2 separate regions of the Bos taurus genome follow, and region 2 is linked to region 1. The links are chromatin contacts, called in public Hi-C maps. All regions are on one chromosome and are shown on one strand. The core of a region is the stretch at or near the end of the contact, and the rest is flanking DNA. Distances in the headings are between cores, read along the strand shown.

Evidence for each region. A called contact is a pair of places that touch in the nucleus more often than the background predicts.
Region 2: a contact with region 1 is called in a Hi-C map of liver, with 4 times the contacts expected there. The contact joins two enhancer-like sites. A contact is called at or near these places in 2 of 11 Hi-C or Micro-C datasets (liver and skeletal muscle).

What each region holds. Positions count from the first base shown.
Region 1 is chr3:90,250,555-90,256,426 of ARS-UCD2.0, forward strand. No RefSeq gene overlaps it. Among named protein-coding and RNA genes, the nearest start is that of TRNAW-CCA, 520 kb to the left of the region's middle. Within about 2 kb of position 3,882, at least 5 of the 102 cell types and tissues checked have an H3K27ac peak or open chromatin away from gene starts, as enhancers often do. A contact at or near this core is called in liver, where this site is marked.
Region 2 is chr3:90,619,150-90,625,175 of ARS-UCD2.0, forward strand. No RefSeq gene overlaps it. Among named protein-coding and RNA genes, the nearest start is that of USP24, 510 kb to the right of the region's middle. Within about 2 kb of position 1,417, at least 3 of the 102 cell types and tissues checked have an H3K27ac peak or open chromatin away from gene starts, as enhancers often do. A contact at or near this core is called in liver, where this site is marked.

The DNA.
Region 1 (5,872 bases), core at 2,632-5,131:
TATTCATTGGAAGGACTGATGCTGAAACTGAAGCTCTGGCCACTTAAGATGCAAAGAGCCAACTCATTGAAAAAGACCTTGATGCTGGAAAAGATTGAGGGCAGGAGAAGAAAGAGGTGACTGAGGATGAGATGTTTGGATGATGTCATTGACTCAATGGACAGGAGTTTGAGCAAACTCCAGGAAATAGTGAAGGACAGGGAAGCCTGAAATGCTGCAGTCTATGGGATCTCAGAAAGTCAGACACGACTGAGCAACTGAACAACAAACAACAAGACTGCGTCAAGAGACCTGGTTTCTATTATCAAATTCATATTCTAGCATTAATTTTCATACAAATCACTAGTCTTCTTTAGACCTTATTCGTAAAGTTTATTGCTTTTTGAAATGGGATTCACATTAGCCCTAGAAATTTAGACCTTTTTTTGAAGATCAAATGATGTAATAGATGTGGGATTCCCATCAAAATTTGGTGGAATAGGCAAGTGTTAGATGCTGAGTGAGACTTTTTGATTTTCCTTGAATTACGACTAAGAACTAAAGATGAGAACAAAGGAGAAAAGTGCCAGATTTGGAAGCAGCACCTGCCCAAGAGGGCTTGCTGAGAACACGCTCATCTCCTTCCTAATTTCACAGTAGAGGAGGGCTGGCACAGAGAGAGGACATCACAGCTCATGGAAGAGCTAGACTTTCCGTTCACTTCTCCAGGAATTTCCCTTTCCTGAAGCACAGAGAAAAATAACCCATAAAAAGTGTTCATAAAGGTAGAGGATACTCAAGATGTGCCCCCTGCACTCAGCTGGGGATTTCTTCTCTTGGAGTTGCTTAACCAACAAATCAGAATGCCCAATGCTGGCAGGGTGTGAGAAAGCAAAGAGTGAGATTTGGGGGCTCAGTGCCAAAGGGCAGTCAGCAAGGACCTGGGAATTTTCCTTCATCAGGCTGGAGTTGAGCAGTTTTGCTGGCATCACTGATGTAAAATAGTCAGTTGGTGGGATACTCCCAAAGCAAGAGAGTGGTAGCTAGGATGCCCTTGATGATGTACTGAATGGGAGGAGAAGACGGAAAATGTAAACCAGTAATTTCCAGTTGAGATGATTATTGGAGTGCCTTCTGCATCAAAAGAAGCTAATGGCCAGTCAGTGTTAGAGAAACACCACAATTCATCTTAGAGAATCCAGCAACCTCCCCTGGCACGGCCATTTAAGTGGGGACAATGTGTCTTTCCTGTTTCCTCCCCATCACCCCCAATATCATGTGGGAAGAACAGAGGGAAAGGAGGGTGAGGGGATGTCTGTGAGAGCTGACCATGGGCTCTGTCCTCAAGGGCCAGAGCCACTAACCAAACCTACATGGGGTGAGAAGGAAGGATTACAAGAATGAGACTGAAGTTTTCAGAATGGACGACACTATTCTGAAAAACAGAATGACGTTTTCTTAGTAAGCAAGAGTAATTGAAAGCTATGGATTCTTATTGAAGTATGATATAGAGAACATGCATCCTGCCCCCAATAGGAGATTTAACAGAATATAGTTGATAAATGTTAGAATAAGAATAAACTGTTTTAAATTTATTCTTCAGTACCTGGAGACATCTCACTAAAGTTGTTATACTGACCAAAACTTAACAAATGGAAGAGGTCATTCCATGCTCCCAATGCATAGATCACTATCAGGATCCTAGCAGGAAACAGAGGGTTTGCACCCAAACCGGGTGATTGAGGAAAGTTTAATAAATGGTTTATTTCCAAAAATGTATCCAGAATATATGGAAGCCATGAAGGAATAGATCAGTGCTGCAGATTATTAGCCAGGAGGTGTGACTACCATGAGACCCAAAGGGTCAGGGAGAGAACTAGGAGTCTAGCTGCACAGGAGGGGTCCCCTGACCATAGGTGTGACCTTTGGTGAAGGACATAACCATCCCACGGTGGTGCAGCAGGGAACTTTCTGATGTCACCTATTCAGGTCAACCTTCCAGGGCACAGTAGAAAAGGAAGGAGTATGAGTCTATGGAGACTAGCCAGCATGTCCCCTAACTTTTTATAAAGCCATCCATGCTGACTTGATTGAGGCAAGTAGAAAACTATTATTCCCTGACATCATTCTACCCTCATCCCAGCTCTTGGTACTTACCATCCATTTCAGTGCATGTGTCAGTGTCAGATCTATCACCTTTGGAAGGCCTAGAGATGTTCTCCAGAAATTAATGAAAGGGAAACATGTTTACAAGTCAGTTGCCTTCATTCTTCACCTAGTAGGGTTTTGGTATTAGCATTTCTGCTGTTCTAAATCTCAGAGGTTATGATGTGGTGGTAACCTCAAGCATCTTTTTCCCAGTTCTTCCAACCCTTTTGAGGTGATCATGGCCTTTCTGATCCCCTTTTGCCAGTTCCCTGGATAGCTGAGCTAGACTTAGGAGTTGGAGGAGGAGTCCTTTCCTGTGTTCAAAAAAGGGACAATCCCTGTGTGTGTTCCTCCTCCATCCCCAAGGGTCTCGTTTCTGGCAAGATTCCTGGATTTTCCTAAGGTTATGTAGCATCTGATATAGTGATCTGGATAAAATAGGTACTGAGTAAACATTTTTACATAGCAGAATAGGAAGTAGCAAAGCCAGGTTTGTCTGAGTCCAATGCTGCTTTCCTTTTCTCCCATAGGATGTTGCATTTGAGGCAATTTTCTGTGAACCCTGTTAGAGGGCATCAGAGAAGCTCCCTCCATGGTAGCAGAGTGTTCTAAACTGTGCCTCAGCAGGTCAGATCAGCCTGGATCAGTAAGGTGGTTTGTAAAACAAGGTTTGTATGAGGAGACCCAAATGGGTGGTGCTCAGCACCTGGGAGAGAACAAAGGGGTTCTGTGGGTGCTTATGTCCTTTGATTCATATGTGTGGCATTCCTCCAAGATGCCACAAACCATAGTAGGCACTTCACAGATGCAGACCTTCAGAATTCTCCCAAGAACCATGCAATGTAACTGATCAGACCCTTACTTGACAGGTGAGGAAAGCAAGCACCAGAAAGTAAGAATCATTTACGTAGTCAACATCAGAGTTGGAATTCTGACTCAGATTCCTCTGAGTTGAAAGCCCATTCTCTATCGCACGTCACGATGCTGTGGGTTACCCAATTAGCCTAGTCCCTTGGGGTGGAATGCCCTAACCTTTCTAGAGAAAGCTAGTAGTCATCATGTATTAACTTCCTTAATACATCCTTATAATTATTGTTTGAATCTGCAGAGAAGAGTTTATAGGACCTGAATCTGCCTCAGAAGGGGATCAGGTGCCCTCTTGGATGCTGTGGGTTTCGCCACTGGGACAGATCTCTTCTGTAGCAGGCACTAAACCAGCCCTCTCGACCTCTTAGCTGGAGGCACAGTAGATGCCCTTGGTGCTACTCCCTCCCGCATCCATTCCCTGCCTCTATGTCTCTTGTATTGTTAAGTACACCTTGGCAGAGGCCCACCCACCCCCAGATGCCAGTTGTGCAATTCTTCATTCCTGGAAGCACAGAATACCGCCCTGTTCAGCTTGCCAGACTGTAAGTTCCAGGGCTTAAGCTTCAGTTCCCTGGCTGGTAGGTGACTTAATAATACATCTTTTATGGGCCATCTTTATTCTTCTGTTTTTCTCCATTTACCTACTAATGTTGTCTGCATGACCCAAATAAACTACTTGTATGTGAATCCTCATCTCAGGGTTTGCCTCTGGGAGAGTCAAAACTAAGAGACTAAGAGTCGTGGTTTTGGTTTTGACCCTTGTTCTATGAGGGTGTGTCTAAACTTCCCTCAGAGCAGCATAATTGCTTTGTTCTAGGGTCACATTCACATGGCATGAAAAACAGCAACAATCTGTAACAAACAGCGTAACTTCCCTATAGTGTCCCTGCCCAGGGACCTTCAGACCCATAACAAAACAGTGTGGGCTAGGTTCTTTCAGCCATGTGATCCTGGTTCTTTGGTATTGCCCAATCTGGCTTGGGAGACATTTCCACACATTCATCATGAATGTTCTTGCTTTCTCTTCTGCTGTTATTCATCTAATACCTTCCTAAAGACCCCCACTTCGTTTCGAAAAATCCACACTTCTCAGCCTTAAAGCCGTTTTGTTGTTGCTGACACTAGTCCATTGCTCAGACCCTAATGCCTCATTTTTTCTTGTTATGTAGGAGATTTTCTTACAATGCTGGAAGATGCCCTAGGAGATAAAAAGCTCAAAAGGATCTAGTTTCTATTAAAAACAAGTCTATAGGATTAGAAGCTTCTTAATGCACAATTATGAAATGTATATCACCAAATGTAGTCACCCATATCTTCTTTCTTATTCCTCCTTTCCAGTTATTACTCTGCTTAATGTTTCCACAGGGAAGAGCAGCTTCTGAATCTTTAAGGAAACTCTCAGTTGATGTGTCTGAAGTATAATCATGATACCATCCCACATGTCTACATCTCTTTGAGGGATATATCACATCCTATAAACCAGCTCTGCAAAGCCTCATTAATGACACAGAGCATTGGAGGATATTAAAAGGGACCCTGCCTGGCAGATAGAACAAAGTATCTGTCGGCCATGGTGACTCATGGTATATCCATCCAAGCTAGAGGGGTGTTTCAGAGGTCACTAAAGTGAGCACACTAACACTTAAACCCATAAAGTTGATAAAATAGTGGATAACAATGCAAAATCTCATATGCTAGGAGGACTTCAAGGTTAGGGACTGGGCTTGAGTCCTAGCAGTGGTTCTTCAACTATTAAGAGTTGAAATATGCTCCATGAATGTTCTACAACATTGTAGAAATTTCAGAAAGAGAAACAAGACAGCAACATCCAGTCTAATATCATAGCTTCCTTATCTTTATTTTGATAATAACACATCTTATTATGCTTGTAAACTCACAGGAGACATTGAATAATATTTACCTAATTTTTCTTAGGGAAAAAACCTAATAATGTATGATAAACCTGAATTCAGTTTAAATTTTATTTGTTCATCCTGTGCCTCACACTAGAGATGTGTTTCTCAAAGTCATTTTAATCTTAATTAGCTTAGTATTCTCAGCACCTAGCACAAGAATTTCTATGTAGTAGACACTAACTAAATGCAGCCTTTGTTGAATGAATGTTGAAAAAGAAACCATTTGTGACCTCAGCACTTAACACAATGATCTAGTGTGCAAACATTTTTTGAGTAGCTGAATTAAGTATACAAAATATTGCACAACTCAGAGATCTGACTACAAAACATAGTAAGATTGAGTCTTCATGTTACATAGATAAGAGTGGGTCTAACTACAACAAAGGGAGGGAAGTAGAATTTTAACTTGGGGAGGAATCGGGTAGACTACACACAATTACAGCTACTAAAAGCAAAACCTGGGCATGGGGATTCTTTTCTCCTCAGTCCTCAAATGCTACTCCCCCAATCACTGATTTCAAATTCTTCTCAGAGTAACCACTAAATGGAAACAGATCATCCTGACTTTGCAAATACGGAAACAGAGAAGTTAAGCAAGTTGGCTCCTATCATTCAGTAAGGCTGAGAACTTGAAATAAGTGTTATCATTTATAATTCCTCTTTCAGACCACCTAGTTTCTTATTCATGTATTATGTTTCCCTAAAGAGTACACACTTGAGAATACTTCCTCTGGAGTGTGCTCCAAGAACGTTTACTAATATCAATACAAACTTCATCTTACGACCTAGGAATAAAAAGGATAATAGGGAAAAAACGTTTCTGAGAGGAGGAGAAGGTAATGTGAGGTAATTGAAAGAGTCAGGAGACTGGGTTTTATTCCCAGTTCTGACACTAACTAAATGTGTGGCCTTGGAGAGAAACTATAAAACCTCTGTGGACCTCAGTTTCCCCATCTTGAAAA
Region 2 (6,026 bases), core at 167-2,666, 370 kb after region 1:
AATATTAAATAATTGTAATAACAGCAGAAGTTATAATAATAGTTGCAGCTGTAACCACAGTAACCACACACACACACACACACACAGTCTCTTAGACATTAAATGAGATAGCATATAAATCACCATGAAATCCTCCCAGCAGAGACTAGTCCATTAAAGGCCTTCCTAAACAACCGCTCTCTAAGCTCCCCCGCCCTTTACTACCCACAGAAGTTCAAGCAAAGGTCTCCTAAGATCTCTGTGGTTAAAAGTTCAGGGAGAACATGTTGAGATTGGATGGCTATGCAAACAAATGAAGACAGATCTGTGACTGGAAGAGTCATAGGCAATAAGAAGGTACAGTTTCAAAAAGGTGAACTCCTCTCATGGGTATTCAAGGACCCACTTTGGTCTGGTTCCTCCTAACCAATTGGTATCCTCAAACTTAAGATGCCCTTCCTCAGAATGAAATTCATGTTTTAGATCCAGGAACAGGCTCTGTTATTGAAAGAACGTAAAGGAGCTAACGGTGGGAAGCCGCAGGACATGATTTCAGATATAACTAACCCCATGTAATCCCCACAAGGTCCCAGTGATGGAAGTAAGATCGTCATTTTTAAGATGAGGACACTGGTGGTCAGAAAGATCCCATACCTTACCCATGGTAATACAGAAATAAATGTGCAGCACTGGTATTTGGAGTCATATACATCTCCCCACAAAGCTTATTTATAGCATACATGCTACAAAGGGCCTATGTTTCTGACCAAGGATATAACATTGTTATAAAACTCTAAAAGAAAATGGCCTTAGAAACACTAGGAACTTTAAATTTGAAGTCTCTTGCTTAGTATGACTGCTTTTATAGGACATGGTTTCCTAAAATCTGAAGTCAGAATTCCCTTAAATGTTGTGCATTATTAGATGAAATGGATGCTTTTCCGCCAGGTGTGGTGACAATGGCCCAAAGTGTACTTTCTAGGATCCAGCCATTTGCAAAGCTGAAAGGAAAGGGCAGGGGACAGAGGGTAGACACAGCAACTGGCGATAAGGGAAAGTTTGAGCAGGAGAGAAACACCTCTGAAGATTTAGCTCAGTCAGTTATTTGGAGGAAGAGCAGTTAAATGGATGAGGGTGGGGAGTGGTTATGGTTGCTATTGGGAGAAGGAACAAGCAAGGACTTCCAGGTTTGGATTTCACTGTTTTCCCCTAGAGATTACCAAAAATGGTATCAGGAACAAGACCTAAGTCTAATAACAGAAACAGGACCAGAGGCCAAATACCCAAACCAGAGATCAATGCAGGAACAGGGTTATCAGAAAAGGTAACTTGACGCAGAATCCCAGGAAATGCCAAACAAGGACTCTTATCTGTATGTGGCGATAGCTGTGTAGGATTTTGCCAAATGCTGAGATCATAAAGGGTGCAAGAGGCAAAGAACAGCATGTACCAAAACACAAAGGGTGGATCGGTGTGGCATTTCAGGGGAATAGTAAATGTTCTATTAGGTCTGGGATTAGAAGAAGTCATACTTATTAGGGGCAAATGATAGAGGGACTTGAATGTTAAAGATCCTGGAGTTTACTGTAGGGAATCAACAAGTCTGGGTGATGCCAGCTGGTAGATGATAGAGAAGAAGACACAAGATCCGTGGTGGATACTTTAAAAAAAAAAAAAGGATTGTGCATTGACTACAGCCAAGGGGTGACACACAAAATAATAAAGAAATGATTGAAAATATTTAAGTTAGAAAGAGATCTTGGGGACTCCCTGTGTAATTCCTTATTTTGCAGTTGGGAAGACAAGTCTATGAGTGGGACCTCACAGTGATTCATAATAAACTGATAACCAATTCTCTTTCTAGTCCATTATACTTTGCAATTGCAAGGTTAAAAATTCTATTTAAAAATGCTCCATATTTTGGAATTGTTGGTTATAAAATATGGGGAAAAAAAAGAAAATCAGAAAATTGTGTCCTGGGAGTGGGGCTAAATAATAACTCAAAGTCAATTTTCTGTCTTAAAAAACACAAAGTCCGACTTGACCATGGGTTGTACTTGGCTCTTCTCCCCAACTGCTGCAGGTCAGCCTTTTGTGTATTTAATCCCTTGGTCTGCAAGCCTTTTAACCTGTAAACTGCATAAAACATTGAAAAGTCAGGCAAATAATTGCAAGAGATTTCCTGTTTGACTGACTTAGCCTGGAAATGAAATCTGATCCCAAGAGAGAGCTAGACACTAAATCCAGGGAAATGAAAGATCAATATAAAGATAAATCCAGTTAAGTTACCAGCCACCAGCTGGCATGTTCCCTTTCCCTTAACAGAGGCCTAAATAGAGAAGTAAATAAAATGAACTTCTAATACCTAAGTCTCCCAAGGTGGCAGAGATCCACTGCTTACTTCTGTCTGTCTCATTACACACGGCTGCTGTAAGTGAGACAGAGACACTCATTGTGTACATGGAGCCCAGAGGAGGAAACCATCACCACTGGGGGAACCAGAAGCCTCACCAGGAGACAGATTTGAATTCATCTTTGAAAGATTAGAAGGTACTTTTTCAGACAGACAAAAGACAAGAGGAAGGTTATTTCAACAGAGGACACAATTTATGCACAAACATGAAAGGGACTACTGAGTGGATAGCAAACAGTTCAGGCTGGTGAGAAAATGAAGAGATTGAGGATGTGGAGAAAAGAAAAACATTTCAGGCTTATGAGAGGACATTTAGGTGTGAAAGAACCTGAGTCTCAGGGCAGTGTCAAATAGTTCCAGGTGGGCTGAGCCCAAGGCTACACAAGCAGGCATGTAGAGGCAGACAAGGCTGGAAAGAAGAATGGCCCCAGCCAGGGAGGCTGTGAGTACCTTTATAAAGAAGCTGGCTTTTATTTTTCAGGTAGTAATGGGTGGGGAAGCTAGGACAAACCTAGACAATGTGTTGAAAAGCAGAGACATTGCTCTGCTGACAAAGGCCCATATAGTCAAGGCTATGGTCTTTAGAGTGGCCACGTACAGTTGTGAGAGCTGGACCATACAGGAGGCAGACAGCCAAAGAATTGATGCCTTCAAACTGTGGTCCTGGAGAAGATTCCTGAGAATCCCTTGGACAGCAAGGAGATAAAACCAGTCAGTATTAGGGGAAATCAACCCTGAATATTCACTGGAAGGACTGAAGCTGAAGCTCCAGTATTTTGGTCACCTGAAATGAACAGCTGACTCATTGGAAAAGTCCCCAGTACTGGGAAAGATCGAGAGCAGAAGGAGAAGAGGGTGTCAGAGGATGAGATGGCTGTATGGCATCATCAATGCAATGGACATGAACTTGGGCAAACTTCAGGAGATGGTGAGGGACCGGGAGGCCCGGCATGCTGGAGTCCGTGGGGTCGCAAAGAGCTGGACACAACTGGGAGACTGAACAACAACAACAGGTTGGGGGGTTAGGGGAGAAAAGCACCTGAGCAGAAGGGTGACACCATTAGAGCATATTCTGGGGGAAATGGATTAGAAAATGAGACTGGAAACAGAGTGGTTAAAACATGTGCTAGGTAAGAAATTCAAAGGATGCCAGCGAGGGCCTGATTAGTGATCTAAAGCCAGTTCTACCAAGAACGTTTCCCCAGGTTTTCCATCTGCACCAACATTGCCTTGCTCTCGCACATGACTACTAACATGAGTCCTGGCTACTGGACGTTTAACAGCACTACTAACTGTAGATTTGCTCTCTGCTGTGAACAGCTTGAAGGCAAGGATAGGGTCTGAATAATCTCAGTATCCTGGCACCTAGAAAAGAGCCAGCCCCATGGAGAAGTCTGTTGAGTGAATGCAGGCTGGCATGTCCAAATCAATCAATGGAAATAGGATGCAGCTGTATACACCATCCACCTTGTTCCCTTTCCCATCCCCTCCCATCCTTACCCAGATCCTAACACTGGCTGAGTACATAGGGCATAATTGTTTCTTCCTTATTAATTACCTTTAAGGACCACTTGCTTAACCACTCAAGGAATGTGGGGGCAAATATAACCAGTTCACTGGTGACTGGAAGGATGTCCTATTTCCTCTGACCAGGACATCCTGAATGTAACTCACGCTATTCCTCAGGTCTACCCTGCTTCTACCTATACCCCGCAGAGCTGAGTCCTGGTATTGAAAGGAGTGATTAAAGAACAGACACAGTTGGGTCCTTAAGGCCTCATGTACCTGGCTCAAGACCACAGGGATAGGATCCTTCCAAATAAGTAACTGTCTTTTCCCATCTATTATCCATCTGTACTGGATGGCACAAGAACATCACAAAGTAGGTTGGTTTTACTGTCCCCATGTGACAGATGAGGGACCCAAAGCCTAAAATGATTAACTCAGTGGTTATCAACCTTGATTGCTGTGGACAATCAACTAGGCAGCTGTTCAGTGATTCCACGACCAAGCCCCAGGCCAGGCTGCTCCAATAGAGCTTCTGGGATAAGACTCAGGTATCACAGTTCAAGGTAACTTGGCTGGTGAGTAAAAAATTTAGGACTGGAACTCAGCCTCCCCCAACCTCAGTGCCATTTCCAGGGCTCCATTGGAAGTAAGTAAAATTCTGTAGGAGCTCTAAGTCTGATGAGGAGCTGAGTAAGAGACAGAGAGGATGATAAATGGAAAAAATAGACATCAGTCTTTCCGTTTTTTATGCTCTTGCTTTTTATCTCAAATCACAGGATTGATCTGTGACTTCTATGGGACATCAACTGTTTAGGTTCCTCAGGTCCGTCCTACTCAGAACACAGCACAGCCGCTTTCCTGCCAAGCAAGAACTTCCGGGCACAAAGGCCTTGCCTCTGCCTTCTCTTGGGGGCAAAGCAAAGGGCAGCTTTGGCAGCTTTATGGGCTGCTTCTCAGGTTGCTCATGCAGCCGCCTGACTGATGGCCTGCCACCCTGCACTGCTGGGGCCATGTCCCCAGTTCCACCAAAGGAGCTCACTCAGGCATGTGTTTTGGCTCCTTTTTATGGGAAGATCTGCGTTAGCCATGAATCACAGAGTATCCATGCTGAAAAACAACCTTAAAGTTCATTTTGTCCCCGCCTCAACTGTCATCACTCCCTGGACACTTTTCTGATGGGAAAATGGAGGTTTATTTGATAATGAAGTATTAATAATCACAAAATTCAATATAGTAAAATATTTCAATACCAAGAAATGACTATAATATGGATGTTTACTTTGCATCAACTACATGCCAGAGACTACTTCACACACATTATCTTAAATAATTTTAAGGGCCACTGCATTGCACAAATCCAGGGGTCATCTTTAGTTTCATAGAGTATATATGATACATGCCAGGATGTGCACTGATTCCCTAGAATACTGCTATACATAATTTGTGTGGCCATACCTGGTAGCCTCATAAGCCTAATGTCAACCTTAAAATGAAGCTATCATTTCTGTAGTGGTTCAGGTTACCAAAGAGCCCTCTTCCTTATGGAGCACAAAGATTACCAGTTAAACGGGAAACAAACATCACTTTTTAAAATTTATGTAATCATCTTCTGTATCTGGTAGCTTTTGTTATATAACAGATCACCCCAAAACTTATGAGCTTAAAATGATAACCATTTGTTACTGCTCAGAAAGCTACAGGTCCACTCAGCAGTCCTGCTGATCTGGGCTGGGCTGGGCTGATCTTGGTTGAGCTCACTGATCTATATGCATAATTTTTTTTTTATATGCATCATTTGATAGGGCAACCAGAGGATGGCCAGTCTGTGATGTCCTTGATGGGGCTGGTTCAGATGACTGAGACCTCTCTCCGTTGGTTTCTTTTCATTCAAAAAGTCAGCCTGGTTGCACATGGAGGTCACAAGGTTTCAAAAGAACAAAGAGAAGCAGGTAACATCTCTTAAGGCCGAGGCTCAGACCTCTCCAATCACTTCTGTTTCTTTGCTTTGGCCAAAGCAACTCGAAAAGCCAATCCAGATGACAGAGATAAAGAAACTGACTCCACATCTCAAAGGGAGAAGAAACAAAATCCTGTGACCTGTAACTCAAAATTACTGTCAAGGGTT